Linked DNA regions of Sus scrofa: region 1 is linked to region 2. A link is a contact called in public HiChIP or PLAC-seq data. All regions are on one chromosome and are shown on one strand. The core of a region is the stretch at or near the end of the contact, and the rest is flanking DNA. Distances in the headings are between cores, read along the strand shown.

Region 1 (2,700 bases), core at 151-2,650, 160 kb before region 2:
CTGTTCAGTCCTCAGGCTCCCAAACCCCTCCCTTTTGCCCCAAGCCCAACCACAGCTCAGAAGCCTAACTCCATGGAAACAACCCAAATGTCCATTGACAGATGATTGGATTCGGAAGAGGTGGTATATATACACAATGGAATACTACTCAGCCATAAAAAAGAATGACATAATGCCATTTGCAGCAACATGGATGGAGCTAGAGAATCTCATACTGAGTGAAATGAGCCAGAAAGACAAAGACAAATACCATATGATATCACTTATAACTGGAATCTAATATCCAGCACAAATGAACATCTCCTCAGAAAAGAAAATCATGGACTTGGAGAAAAGACTTGTGGCTGCCTGATGGGAGGGGGAGGGAGTGGGAGGGATCAGGAGCTTGGGCTTATCAGACACAACTTAGAATAGATATACAAGGAGATCCTGCTGAATAGCATTGAGAACTTTGTCTAGATACTCATGTTGCAACAGAACAAAGGGTGGGGGAAAAATGTAATTGTAATGTATACATGTAAGGATAACCTGACCCCCTTGCTGTACAGTGGGAAAATCAAAAAAAAAAAAAAAAAAAAAAAAAAAAAGAAGCCTAACTCCCTTGCCCTGTCTTTCAGGAAGCTCAGCCCACTGATAGCACTGTCCAATTTTACTTTCATTATTTTAATTAAATTTTTGTTTAAACTGTATCTCTAGGAGTTCCTATTGTGGCTCAGCAGTAACGAACCCAAATAGTATCCAGGAGGACACGGGTACAATTCCTGGCCTAGCTCAGTGGGTTAAGGATCTGGCATTGATGTGAGCTGTGGTGTAGATCACAGATACCACTCTCAGATCCTGCATTGCAGTGGCTGTGGTGTAGGCAGGGCCGCAGTTCCCATTTGACCCCTAGCCTGGGAACCTCTGTGCCACAGGTGCGGCTGGAAAAGAAAAAATCTCTGTGACAACTTTTCTAGCTTTGTAAGATTTTTCCCATCTTACAAAATAATTCCAAATCATTGAAAAAAGTCATTTGACAGGTATCAGAAGGTAGTATAGATTGATTTACGGTTTGGAAAATAGGTTTACCACATGGAAATCATAGCTAGGACCCATTTCATACAAAATTAACCCTCCGATGTGGTTCCGCATCATCCTTAGTGTGTGACAGCCATTTCACTAGCCACGCGGTGAGAATGGAAGAGCACGTCCGCGCACACCCCTTCTGGGCGCCGAGCTTCGCAAACCAGGATAATTAGCCAGCCCCTGGTAGCCGGCAGAACTGGGTCCAAGTCGCGAGTGGGGAGCTGGGAGCCACCCCTCCCACCCCGTAACGCCGCCCGGGGCTGGGTGCTGGAAGATGTGGAAGATGTGGGAGCGAGTGAATTCGCCGAGAGCCCCGCCTCCCCTGCACGAGAGTTAGATCGGCCGCGAGCTGCCAGGGTCCAGCGCCCGCTCCGCTCGGAGCCCGGGCGCGGGCAGGCGGTGAATCCTGCAATCCCGAGCCCTCGCGGGCGGCAGCTGCACCCACGCCCGCCGCCTCCTTCGCGCACCCCCGAGCGCCCAGGGGCTGTCCGGGAGATTTGTCAGTGCGCCCTATATAGCCGCAGACAGCTGCCATCTGTTATGTTTAGAAACAACCCCGCGCCGCTCCCCCTTCCCGGTGAATAAGCCTGCCTCGGTCTTATTAAGCCAGGAAGTTATTTTTTAACGACTCCCACTCCATCTCGCAAGCAGGCTTTGCCCGTTAGGCAGCGGCTGTCTTGAGCGCGGAATCTTCCTTTCTCCCTGCCTCACTGCTCGGAGCGGGAAGCTGGATTCACTGCTAGCCTGGGCCTACAGGCAGGTGCTTCAGTGAAAAGGCTGAGTGAGAGAGCGCTTCCCTCCATGGGTTCAGTGAAGAGAAAAATCTGTGATGTGTGCACCATTTTAATGCATCGCATTTCAGTTCTGCAAATGCGAAGTGTAAATTGGGCTAGAATATGATTGTGAATCAGACCAGATGTCATGATTAATTTATCACCGTGCTCCAAATACATCAGCTAAAATAATATGATTTTAAAGTAATGGTTTCCCCTGCCTTTGTCTTTGTTGATCTCTAAAGAATACATCACCAGAGAAATAAACTAGGGTTCCAGTCTCTTCTTGCATTGGCAACGCATAAATATAATTAAACTGTTCTCAACCATGTTTCTTCCACCAATTGAGACTGAATTTGCCCACTGACACTTTACATCAGCTTGCGTCCCAATCTCGTTGACACACCGTGAGCTGCTGATAAACATTCAAGTGGAAATGAGCTTTTTCATATTTCAGGCAACATGTGAGATGCCTAAAGTTCTGGTTCCCCAATGACTGTTAGAATTTCCTAGGGCATTGCCACTCAAAATATGGTCGGGGAAGCAACCTAACAGCATCAATTTCAAAATTATTAGAAATGCAGAATCTCAGGCCCCACCACACAATCCTATGGAATCTAAAATTTTAGCAAGACCTCTGCATTAAAGTTTGAGAAGAATTGTTCTCATTTTTTTTTTTCAAACCGCAAATACTAAAACATCTATATGTGTTTAGTAAGTAGACAAGGTGATTCTTAAAAGCTGAGTAGTTAGGTTTGGAGGTCACGAGTCTGTAAGGTCTAGAGTTCAGGTGACTTTTATGCTTATGACATTAGCCAAAGTTTTGAATCAGTAAAATTGTCTTTAAAAGTTGGGTACAGGT
Region 2 (2,700 bases), core at 42-2,541:
GGCGGGTTAAAGATCTGGTGGCATTGCCTTGAGCTGTGGTATAAGTCACAGATGAGGGTTGGATCTTGTGTTGTTGTGGCTGTGGTGCAGGTTGGTAGCCACAGCTCTGATTGGACCCCTAGCCTGGGAACTTCCTTATGCCACAGGTGTACCTCAAAAAAAAAAAAAATCATGCATTTTCCTCTGCCTCTGATTCTACAGATAAGCAGATCTGGTCAAAGCCCAAGGATGAGCTTCCAGAGGCAGACCTTCCATTACTGATAGGCACAGCCAAGAAGTCACTTCCCCTGTGGGAGGATGGCTGCTCAGCACATCTTCCCTGATCTCCAGGGTCTAGAAATCTAAATTTGGGGGAAGGAATAAGAAGCCTGGTCCTAGCCTTTTGGGTTCCTGTGACATTCTCCATTTGACTCCTAACTCTATTGATCCATAGAGAAAATGGGTAAGATTACCATTTCAGGGAGTTCCTGCTGTGATGCAGTGGATTAAGGATCCGGCATTGCTGCAGTTGTGGTGTAGGTCACAGCTGTGGCTCAGACGGCATCCCTGGCCCAGGAACTTCCATATTACTATTTCTGAAACTCCAATAATTAGTCATTAATCCATACAGCAATTCATTATTTCCACAGCTGTTTTTCAGCATCCTCGTGTGGCAAGTACAATATTAGAACCTGGGGGTAAAATTTTGAATGAGACACAACCTCGGCTATAGAAGTACTCACAGCCCAGTGGGAAAGGGAACAAGTCACGACATGGTATAAGAGGCATATCTAGGGGGTGCCTTGGGAACATGGGATCAGGTCAAGAACTCAAGTCAGTCTGAAAGGACCAGAGAAATTCAGGCTCTTCTCAGGAGAGGTAACATCTACTGAGTCTTGAAGGCAGAGGAGTTTTTTACACATTCAGACATGGGCAGGAGGATAGCATCTAGGGTGATGTTCATGTGGCTGACTTGGACAATGAGATGAATAACGGTGGTAGTAATTAGGAAAGAGAATGTAGAAGGAGAAGAATTTCAGACATTTCCTTGGCCTGGGTGTCACCTGGAGTTGTCGGATAACCAGGTAGCTCTAAAAATTTGGAGGGAAATGGAAAAGAAAGCCATGGTTTTATGGAAAACCTAATACGTGCCAGATACTATATTAAATGATTTACATGCTTTATTTCATTTAATTTTCCTCAGATTCTGTGAATTATGTGTTTTTATCTCCACCTTGCAGGTAAGGAAAACAAGGTCTTTTCTCAAAGCCATCTAATGGCAGAGCTGAAATTTGAATCCACGTTGTTTATGCCAAAGCCCAGGATCCTTCCAGCATCTGAGACCGCTTCTGGAAGAGAAGCTGGAGGTCAGGATTGGGGAGTCTAATTTGGAACTTTTAACCCAGAAATGAGGGCTTATTCTGTCTTTGCATTTGTCCTATTAAGGCCACATGTGGGTGTTCTTGTTGGGATAATGTAGTTTAATTTGCATTAGGTTTTTCTCTTTTTTTTTTTTCCCTTCCTTTTTTTTCTTTGTAAGACTTATTCATGTAGCAGTAGGTTTTAATTACTATTTATTTTTTTCTCGTAAGTCAGAATTTAGGCTAGATCAACGGGTTTTCATGCTGTTACTCTGCTGGATAGAGCAATTTGCTGGCTGACTCCCAACCAAACACAGTTTAATCTGCTTTAATAGAAGTGTAACATTTTCACAGAAGTCAAACTGATCATGATAGTTGACCAAGCTTACAGCTTAAATTTTGTCTCAAAAAGATAAAAAGTTTAACTTACGAGCTAGAATTAGCATGCACATTGTAAGAACTACAGCTGGTGATGTCATAAAGAAAGCATGTACTTGAGTTTATTTTTGAGGTTGCCAAAGTAGGAAACTAGTCCCTGTTTACTCTGAAGAGAACTGACTCTCATTCTCTGGCACTCTCTCCCTGTCTCTCTCCTTCATCTTCACATCTATCTTTCTGTCTCCCTGACTCTCTTTGTTTTTAATGCACTGGAATTCATTTTTTTTCAAAACATGCAATTCTTAAAATTAGAAAAGAAAGGCTTTTGTGAGGATCATTTTACCTGACTACATTAATAGGCATGGAGAAATATCCAGACAGCTCAGATGTCCTGGTTTCCATGCAGCTTTCACAGAAATTCAGAAAAAATATCTAAAATTCTATTTACATCACCTTGGACACAATTGAGTCATAAACACAGATTATCCAGTAGAGGGCGGTGCTGATTTATTCATGAATGCCTTCAATAGTGGATGAAAAATTTAGTAAAAACAGCCTTTTTTTTTTTTTTCTTTAAAGGAACCCCAGATAGACAATAGGTAGTTATACCTGAGATGTTCTGAATTCAGCAAAAGTGCCTTTACTGAAAAGAAGGAGCCTGGTCATCAGCTTTGTTCTCTGAACAGCTCCATTTCTATGCTACCTCAGCCCAGGAACATTTCTGACTGCTAAAACTAGACTAAGATAGTGAAGACATCGCATCTCACTCCTGTAGTCCAAGCCCCCATCAGGGTCCCTTTGAAGACTGGTTAGGAGCTTGTGCTGGGGAAGATGATTCAGGGTATCAATGGTGCTTGGTGTCGAGCTGGTCCTTATGCTGATCTGCAGCTTCTATGGAGAGAAGGGTTTGAGGCTGCTACAATATGATAGATTTTGTGAGATTGAGCACAGAGAACAGTACATAAGGCACGGGGGAGGAATG

The links. HiChIP or PLAC-seq counts read pairs in DNA pulled down with a chosen protein or histone mark.
Region 1: a contact with region 2 is called in an H3K27ac HiChIP or PLAC-seq map of skeletal muscle. The contact joins two enhancer-like sites. A contact is called at or near these places in 3 of 47 Hi-C or Micro-C datasets (epiblast stem cells, heart right ventricle and skeletal muscle) and 1 of 2 datasets of contacts at active chromatin or transcription factors (skeletal muscle).

Annotation. Positions count from the first base shown.
Region 1 is chr1:189,337,876-189,340,575 of Sscrofa11.1, reverse strand. All of the region lies in intron 22 of C1H14orf39 (protein SIX6OS1), which reads left to right. Among named protein-coding and RNA genes, the nearest start is that of PPM1A, 90 kb to the right of the region's middle. Within about 2 kb of position 1,400, at least 34 of the 83 cell types and tissues checked have an H3K27ac peak or open chromatin away from gene starts, as enhancers often do. A contact at or near this core is called in skeletal muscle, where this site is marked.
Region 2 is chr1:189,180,347-189,183,046 of Sscrofa11.1, reverse strand. All of the region lies in intron 1 of LOC102157689 (a long non-coding RNA gene), which reads right to left. Among named protein-coding and RNA genes, the nearest start is that of DHRS7, 11 kb to the right of the region's middle. Within about 2 kb of position 1,291, at least 9 of the 83 cell types and tissues checked have an H3K27ac peak or open chromatin away from gene starts, as enhancers often do. A contact at or near this core is called in skeletal muscle, where this site is marked.